Regions from separate parts of the Zea mays genome. Here region 1 is linked to region 2. The links are chromatin contacts, called in public Hi-C maps. All regions are on one chromosome and are shown on one strand. Each heading gives the region's core, a stretch centred on a gene start, on an enhancer-like site or on the middle of the called end of the contact. The rest is flanking DNA. Distances are from core to core; before and after follow the strand shown. Region 1 holds the start of LOC100191913. Region 2 holds the start of LOC100282868.

Region 1 (5,448 bases), core at 1,254-3,753, 160 kb before region 2:
GAAGAACGGCACATCGAGCGTACGTACGGCAACCACTCTATACAATGTACCAATGAGCAGCAGCGGCAACATGTGTATGAAAGTGATTTGAAAAATGATATAATATATGGTAGTTGGTATAGAGTTGAGATATGTAGTCAATATGAATGCGGAGGATTATGATATAAGGTAAAGGATTTTGCGGACAAAGATGGAATATTCTTTTTAGGGTAGAAATTTAGAGTTATATGAGTGCGGATAGGCTAAGACATTGCCAATTTGCCAAGCACATTTTCAAAATAGAAAATACTGCCACTGATAAAAGAATAGCTCAACTCGTTCTACAGTGAATCCTATTCACTAATCGCTAGCAACAGTGACCATTATCTGCATCTAAGTCGAAAAAGTTTTTTTTTTCCATAGACAAAAATGTGACCTATATCTTCACGTCTAAAAATATCTCCGTTACCTCTGTTACTCAAAATGTATTCACAAACAAAATGTGCATGACCGACTGTATGTAGTAGATTTAGACCTAGTTCTGTAATCCAAGTAGAGAAGGGCAGGCCTGGTGAGAGCTGTAATGGGTCCGACCTCTTTATTGTAATCCAAGTAGATTTAATGTCATAATATAGTACTAGATATGTATAAAATTATGCCGATTTATATTATGAACAAAATGTCCTCAAGCGTCACATCAATCAATAACGTAATAGTAAAGTTTTGAAAGCTGAGAGTATGAGGTTGGATAGAAACAAAGCACCAAACCGCACAAATGCTGCAATTGGAGGCATCCACCGATCAACGGCTCGGTCACGGCTCCACCGTACCAGACGGACCACACTGCCGGCCCTCTGTGGCTTTGTTGCCCGAACCTCGTGCTCCCACGTGACAGCCTGCACCTTGCTCGCCCGGTAGCACGCAGGGCACAGGGCTAGCTATGCATCAATTACCAACTGGAGCCACCATGCGAGACTGCATCATCGAGTGTACCGTGCCCACGGCACATGACATCTCGCGCTCGCGTCTCCCATAGTCCCATACTCCCATGGCGGCGGTGCACCGCCGGGAGCTGAGGCCTGAGGGCAGGTGCCCACATCAACATTCAATACGCATCTAGGAGTATCTGGCATCTGCTTGCCGACACTGCCATCCAGCGGCAGCCCCGAGCCGCACGGACATGGGCCCCGTGTCCCGCTGTATGGCCTGCCGCGCCCCACCGCCCACATGGCTACCTGCTCACCTACGATTGCGAGGTTACGGTCTCGGCGACGGGGCCACAAGGCCCAACCCCGGCCCCCGGGGACTCGCGCGTCCGCCGCCTGGCGCCTGCGCCGCGTGCCGCGCGCTCGCTACCGGCCGAGCGCTCGGATGGTGGTCCAAAACGAAGCGTATGCCGAGTTGCCGACAAGCGAGAGCGACAAGGCAAGCCTCGAAACCTCACCGTTTGCCGCCGGCTCTGTTCGCACGCATCTCGATCCCACTCCCACGTCGTGATCCTGCCTGAGGCGCCGGCCCGCCGGATCAGAATTAATTTGAAACGGGCACGCTAGCTCGATTCGGTCTGGTCCGGATCAAGAGCACCGGCCCGCCGGATCAGAATTACCGCCGCTTGTCCACCCGCGACCTCGACGAGGGAAAGGAAGGGGAGATGGGGAAAGCCGTGAGCGTACCTGGGCAGCGAGCACCCGCGCGGCTGCCACCGCCAGTGCTGGTACGCCCGGTCGGGGCGGCCGTGCGCCTGGCACGTGAGCTGCGGCTGGATGTAGGGGCACTCCTCCTCCTGGTACCACGGCCGCGCCGCGTCGTCGTACACCCACTCCCCTCGCCCGACGTCACACCCCGCCGGCGCCGCGCCCACCGCGAACGGCAGCCGCTCCGCCGCCGCGCGGCGCCCCGCCTGGCTTTTGTCTGGGGCGGCGTGGCGGCGGGGGCGGTGGAGGAAGGGGCGGTGCAGCGTGGAGGAGAAGTCCTTAAAGTAGAGCACGGAGACGAAGGTGATGAAGGCGAGCGTGAGCGCGTAGGACGTCAGGAAGGGGCTCCTGCTCCCCCGCCCGTTGGCGTGCTGCGCCTTCATCGTCGATCTCATCCGACCGAGGGCCCCGAGGGGACGTCTGCTCCGGCCGGCGCTCCTTCCTTCCTTCCTCCCCCCGCCCCGCCTTCTCTACCCGCGCGCTCCCTCGCTCCTCCCTCTCGGTCCAGCTCGCAACGCAGGATCCGCCGGACAATGGAGACGGCCGGCGCGCCCTGATCTCTGATCTGGCGTTGGGTGCGCGGGATCTAGGGCGAGGAGAAGCTCCGCAGCACCACCTGCCGCTGGAGGTGAGGCCGAAGCTTGCTTTGCTCTCGCTTTTGCGTTTGGCCGTTTGGGGCCCTGGACTTTTGGTGGATGGAGTAGGCCAGAGTGGGTACGGGATACAGTGCCTCCACTCCACCAGCTGGATTTGTTAGGCGGGTGCGGGTCCGAATTGACACAACACAAGCAATCCCACCTACTTGCATTGACCGGCTGCAGAGTTTTTTTTGACGAAGTGGAACAACCCCTATTTCATTACGAAATAGAAAGGAACAGATTCTTACATGACGACACCCTAGAAAGGAACAGAGTTCTTATATGACGACACCCGTCACCAAAACAGAAAAAGCCGATAACAAGCATGCGACTATCAATTGGGGTAAACACGATACGGGGAAAAACTTCCACCGTAAAACAGAGTATCAACTAATAATAACGACCATCAAAAGATAACCAAGAGGAATCAACAGGAACACAACCATGATAGGACAGTCGCGAACCCAACAAGGACACAGATAGCAAATCAACCTAACTAAAGTTCACAGAAAAAACTATCCAAAAGGACCTACTAACGCGCCATAATCACTAGATGCGTCTGTCAACTGGATTCCACCCATGAGCCCTTTTAAAGATTTTACTTGTTGTCTTTGATTCTGAAGTTTTCTTGCTCCACCAGATCTTTTCCCTCTTTTTCTAACGGATGCCCAAGCATCAATCCAGAAACAACACAAGAAGATCACGTTAGTAGGGTCAGAAATCAATTTATCACTAACACAACAATCGTTTCTAGAGCGCCAAATTGCCCAGATGACTGCACCACAACCGAAAAGAACTAAGTTCCTTTCATTCTTGCTGAAACTATTAATCCAGGGCCCAAAAAGATTTTCAACATTATAAGGAACAGAAGTCAGATCCAAAGCTGTTTGGATGATTCTCCACATAGAACGAGCAACAGAACATTGAAAGAAAAGATGATCTATGGATTCAGATAATCCACAAAAGACACAATTCAAAGGGCCCTTCCAACTTCTTTTTCTCAGATTGTATCTTGTTAGAATCTTATTGTGCAAGACAAGCCACAAGAAAACTTTAATCTTGTGGGGTAACCTAGTTTTCCATAAGAAATTGGAAGGCACTGGAACATGAGAACACTTACTTTCCTTGTAAAAGGATTTAACAGAAAAACCATGTTTTCCCAGTGACCAGGCAACCTTATCATCATAATTAAATCTCCCAACCTTATTACATTGAACAATTAGGTTGTTGTAGTCAGTAGCCAGATCTCCCAACAATCTTCTTCTGAACGTTAGAAATTGAAAGTCAGAAGAAAGCACTTTCTCCACTGTGATATTTTTATCATAAGCAATATCAAACAGGTTGGGGTATCTAAATGACAAGGGCACCGAATCACACCAGATGTTATTCCAGAAACTTGTACTCTTCCCATTACCAACCTTCTTTTTACAAAATCTGTAAAAATTATCATGAACCTCAAGGATGCCCTTCCAGAAGTGAGAATCACTCTGTCTTTTTTTCACTGAAATAATAGGTCTCCCTTTAATGTATTTTTGCCTGATAATGGTTTGCCACAGGCCATTCGAATTTTCCAGATTCCAAATCCTTTTGGCTAGGAGGGCTTCATTCATTTTATTCAAATCCAAAACACCCAGGCCACCTTGATCTTTAGGAGAACAAACTAAATTCCAATCAGCTAGGTGGTATTTTTTTACTTTGGCCCCCTTGCCATAATAATCTTTTTCTGTAAATGTCATTTTTTATCACACTTTTTGGGGCTTTGTAAATAGAAAGCATGTAGAGGGGAACGTTGGTTAGACTGCTATTTATTAGAAATAATCGACCACCCAAACTAAGAAACCTCCCTTGCCAAGAACCAAGTTTGCTCTCAACTTTTTCCATTGTGGAAGTCCACAAAGATTTGTAGAGTTTTTTATCATCAATCGGGACCCCAAATATCTCATAGGAAGGCTATTAGAGGGGCATGTAAAAATATCTGCGTAACAATTTTTCCTCTCAACAACATTACCTAAGCAGAAGATTTCGCTTTTATGAAAATTAATTTTAAGACCAGACATCTGCTCAAACAAGCAAAGAATAAAGTTAAGATTTTTAGCACCCTCAAGATCAACCTGAAGCAAAAAAATGGTATCATCAGCATATTGAAGACAACAACAACCATTGGTGATGATATGGGGAATGAGACCTTTAAGGATACCTTCATCCTGCGCTTTCTGAATCATGCAAGCTAGCCCATCTGCAGCGATATTAAACAAAAGGGGAGAAAAAGGATCACCTTGTCTAACCCCTTTGTGAGTTGTGAAGTAAGGACCAATCAAATCATTCGTCTTAATGGCAACTTTTCCTCCTTTAACAGTCTTCATTACCTAGTCGCACCATTTATTACCAAAACCTTTTTCACCAACAAATTATGCAGAAAATTCCAGTTCACCTTATCATAGGCTTTTTCAAAATCTACCTTAAAAATCAGCCCATTCTGTTTTTCCTTCTAACTTCATGAATAATTTCATGAAGAGAAACCACCCCATCCATGATGTATCTGCCTTTAATGAAACCATATTGGAAGTCGCTAATCACAGAAGTAATGCAACTAGCCAATCTATTGGTCAGGACTTTGGTAATAGTTTTGTAGCAAACATTGAGCAAGCAGATCGGTCTAAAAGCTTTAATGTCAATAGCATTAGGAATTTTTGGAATGAGGGTAACAGTCGCAAAATTAAGCCTTTCAATATTAAGCGTATCGTCGTGAAACGACTTGAAGAGGTTGAACAAATTATATTTAATTGTTTCCCATAACTCTTGGAAGAACTCGGAGGGGATGCCATCCAGACTAGGAGCACTATTATGTTTCAAAGAAAACACAACATTCTTGATCTATCTCCTCAAATGAAAATGGTCTCGTTAGGAGATCTCTATTTTCCTCATCAAGTATCTTCATATGCAAATTTGCCAAAGAAATACTAGTCTCCTGAGAGGGATCGAAAATATTTTTGTAGAAAGAAGTAGCCAACTGATTAATTTTATCCTCCATAAACAGTCTTGTCATCATGTGTCAAAGACACAATTTTAAGCTTTCTCCTCTTGCACTTGGCTAACAGATAAAAATATTTAGAATTCTCATCTCCATCGAAGATGAA
Region 2 (5,105 bases), core at 2,292-4,791:
ACGGGGACCACAGCTAGCTCCCGTGGGATGTCAACGCGAGGCACCGACCTAGGGAGATCACCGTCCTCCGGCATGCCGAGATGGTTGCCTTCGGAGGGACCCCCTAGATCGACGTGGAAACATTCACGTCTTGGGCCGCAGTCCTCGTCGCCGAGGCTGCGGCTACCGTCGGAACAGTCGGAAAGGCAGTAGTCGCATGCGGTCATAAAGTCTCGCATGGCACTGGGGTTGCCAAGTCCGGAGAAATCCCAGCAGAAGTCGGGCGCGTCGTCTTCCTCGGACCCAGAGGGCCCGTAGGTCGAGACGCCCGTCAGCCGGTCCTAGGGTGACCGCACACGATACCCCAGAGGGTTTGGACTCGCCTCTACGAGGGCGTCCGCCAAAGCGAGGTCGCTTGGCGGTTCGAGGCTGAATCTGAAAGGCGTGAGATGGGAATCGGTCGGTACCTCTTGGTCGACGGGCGGCGATGAAGTCACGTCGGGGACTGACCGCACCGTCGTCTCAGGTACGAGGGTGACGTCTAGCAAGCCTTTCGTGAGCGCGCTGGCGTCGTCCGTTTGCCCGGAATCGGCGCGTTGCGGGGAGACGGTGCTCGTCCTCGTCTCAAACGCGAGGTCGATGCCCGACGCGCCCCCCGTTAGGGCGCTGGCGCCGTCGATTCGCTCGACAGCCGATGAGGCGCTGCCTCCTGCTTGGCCTTGGTTGCCCCGCCTCCTCCTCCGTCGGCGGGGGAGAGGACGGGGTGAGCTCGAATGTTGTTCTTCCACCACGCGTGGAAGACGTCGTCGATTCCGCCAACGGCGGGCGGGCTGTCGACCGCCATTGTCGCTGTCGCATGGCGGTGGAAGTAGTATCATGTCGTAGTTGCCGTCGAGGGACACGAACTCAAGACTCCCAAAACGGAGCACCGTCCCGGGTTGGAGAGGTTGCTGGAGACTGCCCATCTGGAGCTTGACGGGAAGCTGTTCGTCAACACGCGGCAGGCCCCTACCTGGCGCGCCAACTGTCGGCGTTTCGAGACCGGGGGGTCCCTAAGCCGACGAGTGAAATGTCGTCGCGTGCCCCAGCCCAGATGGGTCGGCGCGAGGCCGAGCGCGAAGGGGGGAAGTGAGGTGGCCGGAGATGGGCGAGAGAGAGGTAGAAATCCTGCGGCCTTCGTGTTCGTCCCGCGCCCAGGTCGGGTGCGCTTGCAGTAGGGGGTTACAAGCGTCCACACGAGAGAGGGAGCGAGCGGCCTTGCGCGAGCGCCTGTCTCGTCCTCGTCCCCGTGTGGCCAACCCTCTCTAAGAGGGCCCTGGTCCTTCCTTTTATAGGCGTAAGGAGAGGATCCAGGTGTACAATGGGGGTGTAGCAGAGTGCTACGTGTCTAGCGGGGGAGAGCTAGCACCCTAAGTACATGCCATCGTGGCGGCCGGAGATATTTTGGCGCCCGGTTTGTGTGATGTCGTGGCCGTCGGAGGAGCGCTGGAGCCTGGCGGAGGGACAGCTGTCGGGGCTGTCGAGTCCTTGCTAACGTCCTCTTGCTTCCGCAAGGGGGCCGAGAGCCGCCATCGTCAGGGAGCGTGCGGGGCGCCATCATTGCCCATCTAGCGGAGCGAGCCAGATGGGACGCCGGTCTTGTTCCCCGTAGCCTGAGTCAGCTTGGAGTAGGGTAATGATGGCGCCTCCCGTTGACGTGGCCGGCCCGCGCCCTAGGTTGGGCGATGCGAAGGCTCCTCCGAGGTCGAGGTCGAGTCCGTCTTCCGTGGCCGAGGTCGAGTCCGAGCCCCTAGGTCGGGCGAGGCGGAGGCCGTTGGCTGAGGCCAGGGCGGAGTTCGAGTCCTGGGGTCGGGCGAAGCGGAGTTCGTCGTCTTCTGGGGCTGAGCCCAAGTCCGAGCCCTGGGTCGGGCGGAGCGGAATTCGTCGTCTTCTGGGGCTGAGCCCAAGTCCGAGCCCTGGGTCGGGCGGAACGGAGTTCGCCGTCTTCCGGGGCTTAGCCCGAGTCCGAGCCCTGGGTCGGGCGGAGCAGAGTTCGCCGTCTTCCGGGGCCTAGCCCGAGTCCGAGCCCTGGGTCGGGCGGAGCGGAGTTCGCCGTCTTTCGGGGCCTAGCCCGAGTCCGAGCCCTGGGTCGGGCGAAACGGAGTTCGACGGCTTCCGGGGCTTAGCCCGAGTCCGAGCCCTGGGTCGGGCGGAGCAGAGTTCGCCGTCTTCCGGGGCTAGCCCGAGTCCGAGCCCTGGGTCGGGCGGAGCGGAGTTCGCCGTCTTCCGGGGCCTAGCCCGAGTCCGAGCCCTAGGTCGGGCGGAGCGGAGTTCGCCGTCTTCCGGGGCTTAGCCCGAGTCCGAGCCCTGGGTCGGGCGAAGCGGAGCTTCCTATGGTGCATGCGGCCGGGCCTGACTGTCTGTCAGCCTCACTCTGTCAAGTGGCACCGCAGTCGGAGCGGCGCAGGCGGCGCTCTCTTTCTGTCAGACCGGTCAGTGGAGCGGCGAAGTGACGGCGGTCACTTCGGCTCTGTCGGCTGAGGGGCGCTCGTCAGGATAAAGGTGTCAGACCACCTTTGCATTAAATGCTCCTGCGATTTGGTCGGTCGGCGCAGCGATTTGGTCAGGGTTGCTTCTTGGCGAAGACAGGGCCTCGGGCGAGCCGGAAATATGTTCGCCGCTGGAGGGGGGCCTCGGGCGAGGCGGAGATCCTCCGGGGTCGGCTGTCCTTGTCCGAGGCTAGGCTCGGGCGAGGCGTGATCGAGTCCCTCGAATGGACTGATCCCTGACTTAATCGCACCCATCAGGCCTTTTGCAGCTTTATGCTGATGGGGGTTACCAGCTGAGAATTAGGAGCCTTGAGGGTACCCCTAATTATGGTCCCCGACAATCCCCGTCCCGTTTACGTGTCGGGAGAGAATTTTTTTCCGTTTACATCCCGTGGGGAAGAAATTTTCCCATTCTCGTCCCCTAATAGAGGAATTCCCCGCGGAGAATTGGGGTCGGGTCCCATTGCCATGGTGGCGTCGTGGGGAAGCGGAAGGAGAGAGAAGAGGGGAGGCGAAGGGCCTGTTTGGTTCAGCTTTTTCTGACCAGCTTTTCTGAGAATCTAGCTGTGGAGAGAATCTGGCTGTGTAGAGAATCTGAGTATCATTAGGATTACGTGCAAAGTAAGATAAAGATGTCCATATGACTCAGGATCTACAAAATGACGGATTCCTACTATTGCAACGACTCAACCGATTATCTGTTTATATTGATTTTGAATGGTTTTTATCCATACGAATTTTATAAAAGCTGACTGAAAAGCTGAGCGTTTGACAGTCCGCAACAGGGGCGAAGTCCAGCCACTCTCACATTACACGTGGCAGCCTTGCATCACACGGGTATATTTTAAAATCCACGCCACGCCGTCCTCCGCAGCATCAGCGCATCGCAGCCGTCCAGCGCGATTGGAGCGTCCAGATGCCCGGGGGAACGTGTCACCGTGTCACGCCCGCTTGCCCGCCGCCCGGTCGCCGTCCATACTCCCATAGCATCGAACCGGCTCGAACCCATGAGCCCCCACACCCAACCCAACCCAACCGCGCTTTTTGTCACCTGGAAAGGGAAGGCAAGTCGAGATTCGAGAAGGCAAATCGAATTCGCCATGGGCATGGCTGCTCCGCGCGCGCCGCTGCCTCTCCCCCAACTGCTGCTCCTCCTCGTTGCCGCGCTCCTCGCCGCCGCTCCCCTCCCTAGGGCGGCCAGGGCGGACGAGTTCGACGTCCGCCGCCACCTCTCCACCGTCACCAGGTGTGCCGCTGGTGACCCTGTGCCCGCTGATCTGAACTTGTTCTCTGCCGTGGGTTCCTAGCGTGCTGCGTTAGTGTGATTCGGGTGTTACATATCCCCATCGCGTTATTGGTGCGACTGGGACTAAGGCATAGGGATTTTGGAGGGGTTTTGAGGCTTGCGGGGACTGGGGAGGACCATTGAACTGACACCTTTACGGTTTGCTGGCCCGAGTTTTCCCCAGCTTTGCTTCGGGCTGACGGTACTACTCGCTCTCCCTATATCTTGATTGAGCTAAATTTTTTATGGATGGGATCATGGGACATGGTTATCTGTCTAATTGTAAATAGAAACATTTCAGTTGTAGCATGTAGTAAGATAATGGATGTCATAACCTTTATGGTTTGCCGGCCCGAGTTTTCCGCAGCTTTGCTTCGGGCTGACTGTACTACTCGCTCTCCCTACATCTTGATTGAGCTAATTTTTTTATGGATGGGACATGGTTATCTGTCTAATTGTAAATAGAAACATTTCAGTTGTAGCATGTTGTAAGATAATGGATGCCATAACCTGTACACCTGAAGCACTACAATAGTTTAAAATGTAGTACTCGTGATCTTATGGTTATTTGTAGGAACAGTGTGTGTTTTACATCTATAGATCATTATCCGCAAATGCGTGATCTGAATGATACTAAACTTAAATCCAAGAATTCATCTATGCATTCACCATTTCTTCCCTGAACGAAATGATCTAATCACCTCGAGATGTACAGGTATGATGTGGCCAGGGAGTCCAGTAGTGTCATCTCCATGCCGTCAATCCCAGACGGGTGCCGTGTCATTCACCTCAATTTAGTGGTAAGTATGCTTCCGTACATTGTGCTGTTTTTTTTTGCTACCCAGTTATAGTGCATTCATATTTGTTCACGATTTCATGTTGGTTCAGTTTGTTTTGAGGGAAATAGTGTAACCATTTTTTCCTCATAATATGGCTATATGACGCCAAGCTATTTTTTATTTTAGAAAATCCTAATGTGTAATGGACAAACTATTTGTATTTTGAGATAATTACGAATAAAATGATATAGCTCTAAAAAAGGATTGCATGTTTAGGTGGTAACCTGATATTATCCGTTTTTCTTTTACTAGGCAAGACATGGGACTCGCGCTCCTACCAAGAAGCGCATCAAGGAGCTGGATAGATTGGCAGTTCGACTGGAAGCCCTTCTGAAAGAGGCAAATCAGGTCCTTGATAGTGATTCTCTGAAGAAAATTCCATCCTGGATTAAAGGCTGGGAATCACGCTGGAAGGGTAGGACTAAAGGTGGTGAGCTGATTAGTGAAGGGGAAGAGGAGCTTTACAATTTAGCT

Evidence for each region. Hi-C and Micro-C count contacts between places; a contact is called where the count stands out from the background.
Region 1: a Hi-C map of ear shows a contact between it and region 2, with 5 times the contacts expected there. The contact joins the promoter of LOC100191913 here to the promoter of LOC100282868 in region 2. A contact is called at or near these places in 5 of 25 Hi-C or Micro-C datasets (ear, leaf and tassel).

What each region holds. Positions count from the first base shown.
Region 1 is chr1:299,532,238-299,537,685 of Zm-B73-REFERENCE-NAM-5.0, reverse strand. It overlaps LOC100191913, which reads right to left and starts at 2,503. Exons shown (of 5, transcript NM_001367160.1): 1 at 1,653-2,503. The coding sequence starts at 2,068.
Region 2 is chr1:299,370,907-299,376,011 of Zm-B73-REFERENCE-NAM-5.0, reverse strand. It overlaps LOC100282868, which reads left to right and starts at 3,541. Exons shown (of 11, transcript NM_001155774.1): 1 at 3,541-3,753; 2 at 4,508-4,592; 3 at 4,884-5,105. The coding sequence starts at 3,608.